Linked DNA regions of Mus musculus: regions 2 and 3 are each linked to region 1. Evidence: chromatin contacts called from public promoter capture Hi-C data. All regions are on one chromosome and are shown on one strand. The core of a region is the stretch at or near the end of the contact, and the rest is flanking DNA. Distances in the headings are between cores, read along the strand shown. Region 1 holds the start of Srrt (serrate RNA effector molecule homolog (Arabidopsis)). Region 2 holds the start of Zscan21 (zinc finger and SCAN domain containing 21). Region 3 holds the start of Cux1 (cut-like homeobox 1).

Region 1 (4,034 bases), core at 409-2,908:
TACTTGTTTCGTGAAAGGGAGTCTCACCATGTAGCCCTGGCTGGTCTCAACCTCTTAAATTCTATCTCAAAGTCATTTCAAATCCCTCTAAAGAAACTGAGAGATGACTCAGCAGTTAAGAGCACTGGCTGCTTATCCAGGTCATGAGTTCAAATCCCAGCAACAACTACAGGGACCAGATGCCCTATTCTGTCATGCAGATGTACATGCAAATTGAGCACTCAAACAAATAAATCTTTAAAAATAAAGAAATCTGTTTTCAAGTTGAGCTATGGCGCTTAACTCACTAAACTGGCTTTGTTTTTGTTGTTTTTACTTCACCTCTGGATTTAAAAAGGAAGAGAGGTAGAGAGCTGGCTCAGTAGTTAAATGCACTCCTTTTAACCACTCTTGGTTGGCTCCTCTTGCGGAGGACTAGGCTTTGAGTCCCAGCACCCACAAAGCAATTCACAACCATCTTTCCTGCCCATTTCCCAGAGGATCTAAAGCCTTCTGTTGGCCTCCTCGGGCACCAGGAACGAATGAGGTGCATAGACATAATGTAAGCAAACCCCCATGAACGTTTTATTATATAAAAGAAGAAATGCACTTGCACATTTCTTATCTCAATTACCTGTTTTAAAAATCCTTTCAAAAAACTCTTAAACAGGATGTGGTAGAATACTTCCTTAATTCAGAAGTTTAATGTCATCTTGAGCTACCTAAAGAGTTTCGGGCCAATCTCACTTTGGTCAGTTTGTGCTTTCTTAATATTTGGATTTGAGATTGTGTCTCCCTATGTAGCCTGCACGGAAGATGCAGTCCAACCAGCTGTGCGGAGCTCCTGTCCAGCACTAATACTGACCGTCACTTTGGTTAAAAGCTCAAAATCTGAGCCAACGGTGAATAGACTGAAACTACAGAAATGGCTCAACGGTAAACTGCATCCTAATAAGATTTTGTAAGGTAAAGACAAAAAAGGAAACGAAAAGAAAAATTGTGGCGCGGAAGGGTTGTACGGGGCGGGGTATGGACGTTAATACTGTCTCACCGGTCATTCCAATCGTCCCCTCGCCGTCTTTCATCCCTTTCCCGGGAACGGTCATAATCGCTGCGCTCTCTTCGAAATTTGTCCCTGCGTCTTCGGTCGTATTCATCATCACTGTCACCCATGGTGCTGTCAGAGGAGGCCTGGGGCCCGGCGGCGGGTAGACACGGTGATGATGAACAAGGACCAGAGGAGGGACAATCCCCCGGGGACAGCACGCCCGCCTCCCTCCCGCCGAGGCCGGCCTGCCATCCCGGGCAGGGCGATCGCTCCGACAGTTTCACTGTCCCCACGGATTCCCCCTCGTCCACCCCCGAAGCCCCCGGGCACGGTCCTCTCCTCGCAATCCCGCCGCCCGGGCCTTTCCTTCCCCTCCCCCACCTGGCAGCGGTCGGGGCCGTTGGAAGCGCGCGCCGGCGGGCTTGTTTTCCGGGCGGACCGGAACGAGCGACAATGGACCACAAAGAGGGTTGGAAGGAGACGCTGGGATTCTCAGCCCGGAGACGAAGGGGAAGAGAAGAGCGGGACCGCGGGGGGGGGGGGGGGGCAAGGAGGCGCGCGCGCGTCCTACGTCACTCCCGGAGCTCGGCCTCCAACTACAAAACAAGACCCCCGGACCAAACTAAAACTCCGAGATTAAAAGAATGACGGGAAGAGGGTGGAGACGCGGAAGTCTCGCGTGGTTTTGCGACAAAATCGCCCCAGCTTCTCGGAGCTACGGAAGTTGAGCTGGGCCAAGCCAGGCCTTCTGAACGTGCTCGTGCCTACTTGAAAAGGAGGGCACTGGAGAAGTTAAGTGTCACTCCCGTAAGGTATCCTGGGTAGGAGCTAGTTTGCATCCAAAGGTTGCTTTGCAATAGCCCTGGGCTGGGGCACCTCTTGACCTCCTCAAGGGCGGATTTGCTATCGAGGGGTTTGGGGACGATGGATGTCTAGGGAATAATTCATAGAAGCAACCATTTTAGAGGCATCTCCTCCCACCATTTTCTCCTGCAAAAAAATACAGTATGTGCTACTTATAAAATGCGTTCTTCCTGCTTGTCTTGGACAGAGGAGCCTAATACTCATGCAAAAGTGTAAACCTCGATCTTAATGCCCAGTTCTTTAATGGGAGTCTTTACATTGCAGTCTGGAAACAACCACCAGGATCCACTAGTTTCCAGTTGAAATCCCTAAGATAACAGTAAGCCCTTTTCCATGAATAGAATACTAAGCTAAACAAGGGAGCATGCCACTGTCTTGCTCCCAGAAAAGAATGAAAAATCCCAGCATCTAATAAGGTGTATTTACAAGGGGGCATTTTAAAAACTTAGCAGACAGTTACGTTGGCACAGGCGTAACCCGAGTTACTCAGTAAGTCAAAGCAGAATCAAATTCAGGGGTTGCAAAATGAGTTCAAAGCCAGCCTTGACAATTTTCTAAAACCCTTTCTCAAAAACATTTTCCAAAGAGGCCGGTCCAGTGTGTAAGAGCACTTCCTGGTCTTGCAGAAAATCAGAGTTGGAGTCCCAGCTCCCATGTGGCTGGCTGCTCACAGACTGTTAACTCCAGTGCCTAGGGAACTGACACCTCTTCTGGTCTGCAAGGGCACTGCACTCAGATGCACACACACCCACACACTGATACACAGATACATATACTCATCATTTTGTTCCAAAACAAGGTTTCTGTGTACCCCATGGCTGGCCTGGAACTCCCCTTGTAGACTAGGTTGGCCTCAGACTGAGAGATCTTCCTGTCTCTGCCTCCTGAGTACTGGGATTTAAGTCTTGCAACCAGCTCATACACACGTAATTCAAGAAGATGGGAGCATGGTGGCGCTCACCTCTAATCCCAGCACTCTGGTGGCAGAGGCAGGCAGATCTCTGAGTTGGAGGCCAACCTAGTCTACAAAGGGAGTTCCAGGCCAGCCAGGCAGGGCTACACAGAGAAAGAAGGCCCCGTCTCAAGAAAGAAGTAGAGGAGGAAGAGGAGGGAAGCAATGAGAGTCGTACAGCTCAATGATAGAATGCTTGCCTACCGTATGACAGGACCTGGGTTTAGGAAGAAATAAGCTAAGAAAGGAGAGAGGGAGACTGAAGGTGCTGTTCAGCAGGTGGGCATGTGCTTAGCATATATGAGTCTCTGGCCCATCCCCAGCACCCTCCATCCCCCACAAGAAAAGTAGCCATGTGCAGTGTCACATTCCTGCAGCCCCAGCACTGCAGAAATGAGGGCAGAGGGATCCCGGGTTCGAGAACAGCCTCAGCTATCTAGCAATGTTTCAAACCAAGGGTAGCCTGGGATACTTTACAGTTTGTCCTTTAGAGAACTACCTCTGTTTGACATTTGGCCTATGTCACGGCACTGTGGCTAAATGCACCGAGCAGGTCAGCATCGTAAGTAAACATAGGATCCGAGATGATGCCTCCCTCTGGAGAATGGCATGGAAAATTGAAATCGATGAGCACACCAGGTATATTTGTTCCTTCTGGAGCAAGACCAAGATGAAGAAAACAGGCCACTGGCATCTGGCACTGTGGTGGCTGGTGCAGCCCAGATCTGCGACACCACTTCTGCTGTTGTATCTGGCATCAGAAGTCTGAAGGACTTGAAAGACCAGCAGAAATCCAATCATCTGAGACATCCCTAGCCTACAGTAAACAGGTTAATTTATGTAACAACAACAATAGTACAGGATGAGAGTTAATAAAAGATATGCAGGATCTCATTATGTAGCCCCTCACTGTCCTGGAACTTAGTATGTAAACTAGGCTGGGCTCAAACTCACACTCTGCCTCCGCCTCCTGAGTGCTGGAGTTCAAGCTTTCACCAGCCTCATCCTGTGAGACTCCAATAAAGAACAGACTTGGAAGTGCTTTTAAATGCTCCAGGGATTATTATTTCATGAAGAGAGGAAGAAAAGACAGCATTTGATGGCAAACACTAAGGGTAGATGTTGGGGGAAGTGACGGACGGACGGACGGGGGCTGAGATCCCAGCAGGTACTTCTCAGAGCAGTCAACAA
Region 2 (4,034 bases), core at 919-3,418, 810 kb after region 1:
AAATCAGACTATTTCTGAAAAGGAAACGCATGTGCTAAATCATAGTGACTCGTATATCACAGCAACTAATGTCTCCTTGTTTCCGTTCTTGTTATATGGTCATGGTTATATTAATGGAAAAAAAGAACGGACCATCATAAAACTGCTTGATTTAACATGATATGAATGAACAACTTATTGTTATACCTCATATTTTTATCTGCTTTAGTTTTTAGGTTTGTTTATTTATTTTATGTATGTAAGTGCTCTGTCTTCAGACACACCAGAAGAGGGAATCAGATCCCATTACAGATGGTTGTGAGCCACCGTGTGGTTGCTGGGAATTGAACTTGAGACCTCGGGAAGAGCAGCCAGTGCTGGTAACAACTGAGCCATCACTTCAGCCATGGTTTTAAGTTTGTTTGTTTTTTTTTTTTTAACAGAGTCTCATGTAGGCCAAACTGGATTTATGTAACTGAGCATAACCTAAAATACCTGATCACCCAACCTCCAACTCGGAAGTGCTGGGGCTACGATTGTGTACTGGCATACCTAGCTCTAATTATTAATATATATAATGTCTTCAGAGCTAGGTAAATAACTTGATGATGGAGAGAAGTGCTAGCTTGCATAAGGCATTGGGTTCTACCCCCCTCCCCCAGCACAGAAAGAAAAATCTATAGTGGTAGAACAAGCATACACAAATAGAGAATCAAAATCTTGTCTCAGCTTTGCTATCAATTTACACTCTAGTACACACTGGATCTGATCTGCCAAGACACTGCTTTCTTCATACATAAACAAGAACTCAGGCAGATTGTTCTCTGTGTTTTTGATTGTAATGGCTATTCCTGGTTGTCAACTTGACTCTATCTGGAATGAACTACAATCCACCTGTGATCCAGATCTTGAGGCTGGAAGAAGATTCTGACCTGGATCTTGGCATGGAGATCTTGAGGCATAGTGGCCATGAGAAACTTAGGTCCATGCCGGGCATGGTGGCTCATGCCTTTAATCCCAGCACTTGGGAGGCAGAGGCAGGTGGATTTCTTAGTTCGAGGCCAGCCTGGTCTACAGAGTGAGTTCCAGGACAGCCAGGGATACACAGAAAAACTCTGTCTTGAAAAAACAAAAAACAAACAAACAAACAAAAACAAAACAAAACAAGAACAACAAAAAAGAAAAACTTAGGCCCAGGAAACTAAGGCAAAGAGATCTCTGAGTTCTAAGAGCCAGGCATGGTGGTACACACTTAATCTGGGCCACACCTTCTGCTAGAGATTTGCTTAAGGACATTGGAAGAAGGAAGAGTCCCTCTTCTTCGGCTGCTTGCACTTACTTGCCAGCACATCTGTTGGAATCTACTTCTACAGACGACCAGCTGGAACACCTAGCTTCGTGGGACTGAGCAACTACTAGATTCTTGGACCATTGCTGGGGTACAGACTGTAAGTTATCACAATAAATTCACTCAGTATAGACAGACATTCCCTTAGTTCTGTGACTCTAGAGAACCCTAACTGTTACAGTGCTCATGTACACAGTGTGTTTGCAAACATGTGAAGGCCAGAGGTTAATGTTAGCTGTCTTCTTCAATTGCTTCTCTACCTTGTTTTTGAGACAAGGTGTCACTGATCTGGAGCTAGGCTGCCCAGACAACAGACTGCAGGGGTCCTCCCAGCACTCGGATTACAGGCATGTGATGTACCATAGTCTTTTTATGTGGTGCTGGAAATCCAAATGTAGGTCCTCACGCATGAGCTCTTTACTCACTCACTGATCTAGAGGCAAGTGGATCGTTTATAGAGTTCGAGGTCAGCCTGGTATACATAGAGTTCCAGGCTAGCTAGGGCTAATGACATGTTTGTCTCAAAAACAAGGCAGTGGTGGCTCATGCTTTTAATCCCAGCACTCGAGAGGCAGAGGCAAGTAAATCCCTGAGTTCGAGGCCAGCCTGGTCTATTGAGTGAGTTTCAGGGCAGCCAGGGCCGCATAACCCTCCAAAAACCACCCACCCTCAAAAAAAGAATGAACGAAAGAAAGAAAAGGGAGGGGGTAGGAAGAGAGAATGAGAATAAAAAAAGAAATAGGGGGAGAAACAGATCACAACCAGGACAGTCGCAGCCTCCGGTGAAACAGGATACCGACAACGCTCGGATTCCTAGAGGGGCGGCTGCTCCCCCTCCAGAGGGGCGGGGCTCTGACGCGCTTCCGGTGGTGCTGTCGTTCAGCCGCTGTGAGGATTCCAGACTCCAAAGCGGTTCTGAGTCACGGTGAGCCTGCGAGTCCCAGGTTAGCCTAGCGGTCGGGGAGCGTTGGCCAAAAGATTTCGAGAGGGTGGGACGGGTTTAGCGACTGTGGTTCTGGTTCGGGGAGTTCCTCCATGGTGGTTCTGGGAGATTGAGGAGGAGCGCCCCGCCCAGCCGTCGTCGGCGCCCGCTCTAAGGAAAGGCTTTTCCACCCCCGAGGGCTCCCTGGAACAAAACCCTGATTCTTTTGCTTCCGGAATCGCATTTCTAGTCTCTCCGTTATTGTCTGTTACCTGACGGAAACTGCCCTCTTTCTTCCCCAGCAAGAGCCCTGAGATCTAAACTCAGAACTAATTGTTAAGAATAAGCCCAAGTGTAGAAACCTCTGAAAACCCGAATCTCCTCAGTCTTGAGTCTTGTCCAGTCCAGGCGGGGAATTGGTCCCGGTGGGCTTTGTGCGCACTGGACAAGGATTTGCTCAAGTCTGGAAAGATTTTTAGACGATCGTTTGTAAAACGCGTATAGGATAGAAAGGTGATTGATTTATTTGGTGGCTGACATAGTTGGAAATCTGTTGAAAGGGGACACTTAAAGAATTGTGAACAACAACAACAAAATCAATACAGGAAAATTGTTTTTCAAGTGGTGGAAGGCTTCTGAAGAGAGACTGAGTATTGGTTCAGGGCTATTGAAATGATGCAGAATTTGGCTCACTCTGAGCTACTAGATCTGCCCAGTAGTTATGCTCTTCAGAATTATTGGCCTGCCTGGAAGCTTTTTGAAAATTAGTTTGCTCGGTTTGAGACGGGGTCTTACTGTATGGCCTACACTGGTGTATAATTGGTGATCCTCCTGTCTCTGTTCTCTTCAGTGCTGTAATTACAGGTATGCACCACCACGACTTCAGCTTGGAGTTTCCAAGTGCAGAGTGTCTTAAGGGCATTATCTACTACAAGGTAATAATTGCTGTTCATTTGATGCAATCTGTGATAGTTTGATTTGTTTACACTTCGTCTTGCACAGAATGAATTTGAGGCTGATTAAGGGAGTGTGTGTGTGTGGGGGGGGGACTTATAAACTGTAGAATTCGCATAAAGGAGGGAAAAATTGGGAAGTGACCAAAAGCCTGCTGCTAGACTTCGAGAGTTAGGTTTTTATTTTTTTACTCTGTGTGTGTGTGTGTGTGTGTGAGTCAAAGGATAGTTGGCATAGTTGACTGCTTCCCTTCCATTACATGGACACCAGTCTCAAAACAGGCAGCAGGTCGGTTGCATTTGTTACCCACTGAGCCATCTTGTCAGTTGAGTTAAACCTTTAGATAGGGGCTGGAGAGATGGCTCAGTGGTTAAGAGCACTACTGGCTGCTCTTCCAGAGGTCCTGAGTTCAAATCCCAGCAACCACTTGGTGGCTCATGGCCATTTGTAATGTGATCTTATGCCCTCTTCTGGTGTGTCTGAAAACAGCAACAGTGTACTCTTAGACATAAAATAATACATGAATCTTTAAAAACAAAACAAAACAACCTTTAGATAGCTTTGGTTTTGCTTTTTTGTTATTTTTCAAAACAGGGTTTCTTTGTGTTGCCCTGTCTGTCCTGGAACTCTGTTGACTATGCTGGCTTCTAACTCAGAGATCCTCCTGCCTCTACCTTCCATGTGCTGGGATTAAGGTGTACATACCACACCCTGCTTTAGGTAGCCTTTTTAAAGTTTTTTTTTTTTTTCTATGAAAGTGTTAAATTAGGCCTGTTTTTCTACCCACATACTTTTTGATTTTATGACTATTTAAGGAATTTTCAGAAACCA
Region 3 (4,034 bases), core at 416-2,915, 740 kb before region 1:
GTCTGGCTGCACCGATCGGTGACCCCGGAGGAAAAGCGCTCCGAGACCGGGTCACGCAGCGGCCTGCGCTCGGTGGAAAGTTGCAGCCTTTCTCCCGCACCTTTTCCCTTCTCCCGGGCCGATCCCGCACTCTGCGCGACCCACCGGTGTCCCCCCGCAAGCCAAGTTTTTCCCTTCCAAAGCTTCCCCCACAACCCCTTCCCGGGGAAGTCCCCGGGCGCAAAAAAGGGGGACAGATCCAGCTCCGCAGTCACTTTCACGCAGAAGACACACAAAAGAGCGCGGGGCTTGCGGGTTGGCCCCGGGACGTAAACAAACGGGGTGGGGGAGGGACCCGCCACACCGGGTAGCCGGTGCCCTGGCCGGGGCGACACCGGTTGACAATCCCTTACGGGAGTAGTGGAAAGAGGAATGGTGGCAGCTGGGCCCAAGGGGAACGATCAAGGAGCAGCCAGGAGCTCCAAGCCACCCGCCGTCTTCACGACAAGGGGCCACCCGCCAGCCTGGCCGTCGCCGCCACCGCCGCCAGCCGCCGGTGGCCGATCTGACCCTCCCCCGGAGCCGGCGGCACCACAGCGCCACCAGCTCCAGCTCCGCCGCGCCGGCGGGGCAGTGGCGGCGGCGGCGGCGGCGGTCCGCGACTCTCTCCTCCAGGAGACAGAGGAAAGAGAGAGAGAGAGAGAGACAGGCGCTTCACCCCCCACCAGCAACTCCCCACAAACTTTCCCCGGGAATACGACGGGGCTGAGCCGGGGGGAAGGAAGGACGTGACTGGCGCGAGGGGGACTAGCGTCCCGCAGCTCCCCTTCTTTGCAGCCCTGCCACCCCTCCAGAGCCACCCCGTGGCGCGTCCCCCTCTTTAGCGCGCGCGAGTTCCCACTGAGCCCCCGTGGGGGGGGGGGACCGCCGCTCCCCCCTCCTCTCCACCAGGGTCCCGCGACAACGACAGCGCGCGGGGTAGGCGGCGGCGGCGGAGAGGACGATGAGGATGATGATGGCGATGATGGTGGGGAGGAAGACACCCTCCGGGGTTGAAGGGGGCAGACACCGGGGGGCAAAGATGTTGGTGGCGGCTGGCGGCTCCGGCGCCATCTTGGGCTGATCGATGAATTGAACAAAGAGGATCAATTTCTGATCAAGCCGAGTGATCAATGAGAGCCGGGGAGCCCGAGGGACTCGCCGCCGACTCGGCCCCGCTCTTCTCCCGGCACCCCCCTCCTGCTTTCCCCCGTCGCCTCAGCACCCCCGCCAGGGCCCTGGCAGCCCGGAGTGTCACCCTCCTTCCTGAGGGAGGCCGCGACCGCCCGCAGCCCTCACCCCCCGGGCGCGAGGCCGAGCGCCGAGAAGCCTGACCTGCAGCTGCTGTAAATCAAAGCGCTTCCAATATTGAAACATCGATCCCACATTGGCCGCCATCTTGAGACATATTGAGACGGAGTGAGAGGCTGATAGAGAGGGGGCTGGAGTTCAGGAGCCGCCAGGAGGCAGCAGGCGGGCGGGCGCCAAAACCCGGCCTGGAGCCGGCCGCCGCCTCAGCCACCGCGGACGCGGACTCCTTCCTCCTCACGGCGCCGCCGCCGCTGCCGCCGCCGCCGCCGCCACCGCCTCAGCCATGGAGTCCGAAGCCTGAGGGAAACGCGGCGGCGGCGGCGGCGGCAGCCTTGACGCGCGCGCGCCGCGCTCTCTCTCCACAGCCCGAGCGCGGGCATCCGGGGCCCTCGCGACCCCTCACCCTTTTTCCCGCGCGCCCCGCCACAAGCCCCCCTCCCAGGCCGCGCTGCGACCCTACGGCGGCCCGGCCTCGAGGGGGCGCTGCGGGGTCTCCTCCGGACCCCGCAGCTCACCTAAAGGGCGCCCTCCCTCCCCAACACCCCCGCCCCCGGGAAGGTCGCGGTCGCCGGTGGCCAGCGCTTTAGGATAAGGTGCCCCTCGCTCTGCGCGCCTGAGGACAGTGGGCTGCGCTGCGGCAGCGGGGCGCGGGCGCTGCGCTCTTTCGCACGGTGCGCGCGGTGGAGCGAGCGGAGCCCACCTGCACAGCCGGCGGTCGGGACCCCACCGGCCAGCCCGCGCGCCGGGGCTGCGGGTGACCTCACTCCGCTCCCCTATGCGCTCCAGCTGGGGGACCTCCAGACCACAGCGGTCGTGAACAGTGTTTCATATTCAAGGAAGTGCAATTGTGTCGTGGTAAAGGGGGCGGAGGGGGTTGACCACCAAGCCTTGGAGCCTGCGGCTGCTGCCGCCGCGACTCCCATTCACGTCCTACACATTCCGTTGCAATCCCCAACTTGCACCGGGACACATCAGCGAGTGGCGACGGCCTCCCCACCCTTCAGAGCCGCTCCAGCGTCCGCCAGGACTGGGGCAAGTCTTGGAGCACAACTCTGTCCCAACCATGCTTCTGCGACACAACCCCAGAAACTTCCTCTGGGGTTCACACAACTCCGCGCCTCCGTCTTTGCAGGCAGAAAGTTTGAGAGCGTGCAGTGCACTTGAAACTGAGCGCTCGTTCCTAAGTTTTGAAGAAGAAAAAAAAAAAAAAACAAAAACGCTCACATTTAAACCGGGAGTGGGGGGAAGGAAGTTCTCTTTACATTTCCTTCTAGACCCAAAGCACGCGTTTCAGGATCGTCATCTTTAATGGATTTATTCACACCAGAGAGTTTGCGTTTACAGTAGGAACACAGTGTTTTCACTTTGCTGCACTTCGGTGAACGTGTAATTAGTTAAGACAAATCCCTAAATTCCTTAATCTTGAAAATTATATGTAAATAACGTCTGTATGGAACACCAAACATGACAGTAGAAAATAATTGCTCTCTGAGCCAAGTTTGAGGGCTTAGCGTTATTCGGTTGCGGTGAGATCGATATTTTTGGAGAACGAGGTTGGAAATGAAAGTCCCCCCGAGATTTAAAGAATACAAGTGTTCCCGGGTCTTGCAACTGCACCCAAAAGCCTCTGTGTCCATGCAGCGGTCGGGACCGGGCTGCACTCCCAAGTCGCAGCCTTTGAGGGGCAGAAGCCACCCGAAGCAGGTGCGTGGGAGCGCGCGGGCGTCAGGAGGCGCAGAGCCAACCTCAAGTCTGGATGCCGTGACGCGGCGCCAGGCGGGACACTGCGGACCTCGGGTGACCGCGAGCTGCAAGGGAGTCAGGCGCCGGAGCCGGAACGCGCGGGCGCCCGTGCTGCAGCTCCATTCGCACCGCCCAGTAGAGGGCAGCGGCTCCCCGACACTCGGGTCCTCAGGGTACCCCCCCCCCCCACACACACACACACACACACACACACCACTGCCCCAATGCTCGTGCCCACCCCAGCTCCTCGTACTTGGCCACACCCTGACCGAGATCCAGGCGGGAAGCAATTCCTTTGCCACCTAAAGCTTCCTAGAGCTTACCCGTTTCTCCCTATCTTGCATTTTAAAGGCCATCTACGTTTGTGCGGTGGCCAGCAAGAACGGCAAAATTTGACCTAAAGGTGGCTAGACAAAATGGGCAGGAGCATTAAAACAAGCAAATTTCCTCTCGTGGGGAACGATCGGAGAAATGGTATGGATTTACCACAGATGTTCTCAATCTAATTATGCTGTCGATCCCCTGGGTTTGAACTTTAAAAACTGAAATATATATGACCTGTGTAATAGTGGGGAAAGACATCTGGTTGGAATTCAGAGTTCTGAATCCATGGCAATATTTTAGATATAAGTTTGACGGGTATTAAATACAATTGTTCCGTTTCTAGTTATGTTTATACTTTTGCATGTTAACCTGGCTGACATTGGGAGGCCCAGAGCTTAAGCTTTATTTAAATAAATTTTAGATTTCTCCTAACAGAGTTTGGGGGTTGTACAGACTTTATTGCCCTCGGCCAGGAAGAGGGGAGAAAAAAAATTAAGATAACTTCTCTAGTGGAATAAAATGTTCTCATTTCAAAAGATAATTCACTAATCAACAATTATCTTGAGTGAATGAAATAATAATGCAAAGACTTGTGACAAGATTTTAAAGAACGCATTTAAGATGTTTAGAACAAGTAT

The links. Promoter capture Hi-C pulls out the DNA fragments that hold promoters and counts their contacts.
Region 2: a promoter capture Hi-C map of pre-B cells shows a contact between it and region 1, with 6 times the contacts expected there. The contact joins the promoter of Zscan21 here to the promoter of Srrt in region 1. A contact is called at or near these places in 4 of 39 promoter capture datasets (cranial neural crest, hippocampal neurons, liver and 1 more) and 2 of 115 datasets of contacts at active chromatin or transcription factors (astrocytes and pro-B cells).
Region 3: a contact with region 1 is called in a promoter capture Hi-C map of liver, with 2.4 times the contacts expected there. The contact joins the promoter of Cux1 here to the promoter of Srrt in region 1. A contact is called at or near these places in 2 of 39 promoter capture datasets (liver and neutrophils).

The regions. Positions count from the first base shown.
Region 1 is chr5:137,306,016-137,310,049 of GRCm38.p6, forward strand. It overlaps Srrt (serrate RNA effector molecule homolog (Arabidopsis)), which reads right to left and starts at 1,659. Exons shown (of 20, transcript NM_031405.2): 1 at 1,409-1,659; 2 at 1,031-1,170. The coding sequence starts at 1,152. Trip6 (thyroid hormone receptor interactor 6) reads right to left here. Exons shown (of 9, transcript NM_011639.3): 9 at 3,884-4,034. The coding sequence ends at 4,028. It also overlaps the pseudogene Gm43013.
Region 2 is chr5:138,114,737-138,118,770 of GRCm38.p6, forward strand. It overlaps Zscan21 (zinc finger and SCAN domain containing 21), which reads left to right and starts at 2,169. Exons shown (of 5, transcript NM_011757.3): 1 at 2,169-2,271; 2 at 3,100-3,184.
Region 3 is chr5:136,565,825-136,569,858 of GRCm38.p6, forward strand. Cux1 (cut-like homeobox 1) reads right to left here and starts at 1,666. Exons shown (of 23, transcript NM_001291234.1): 1 at 1,354-1,666. The coding sequence starts at 1,416.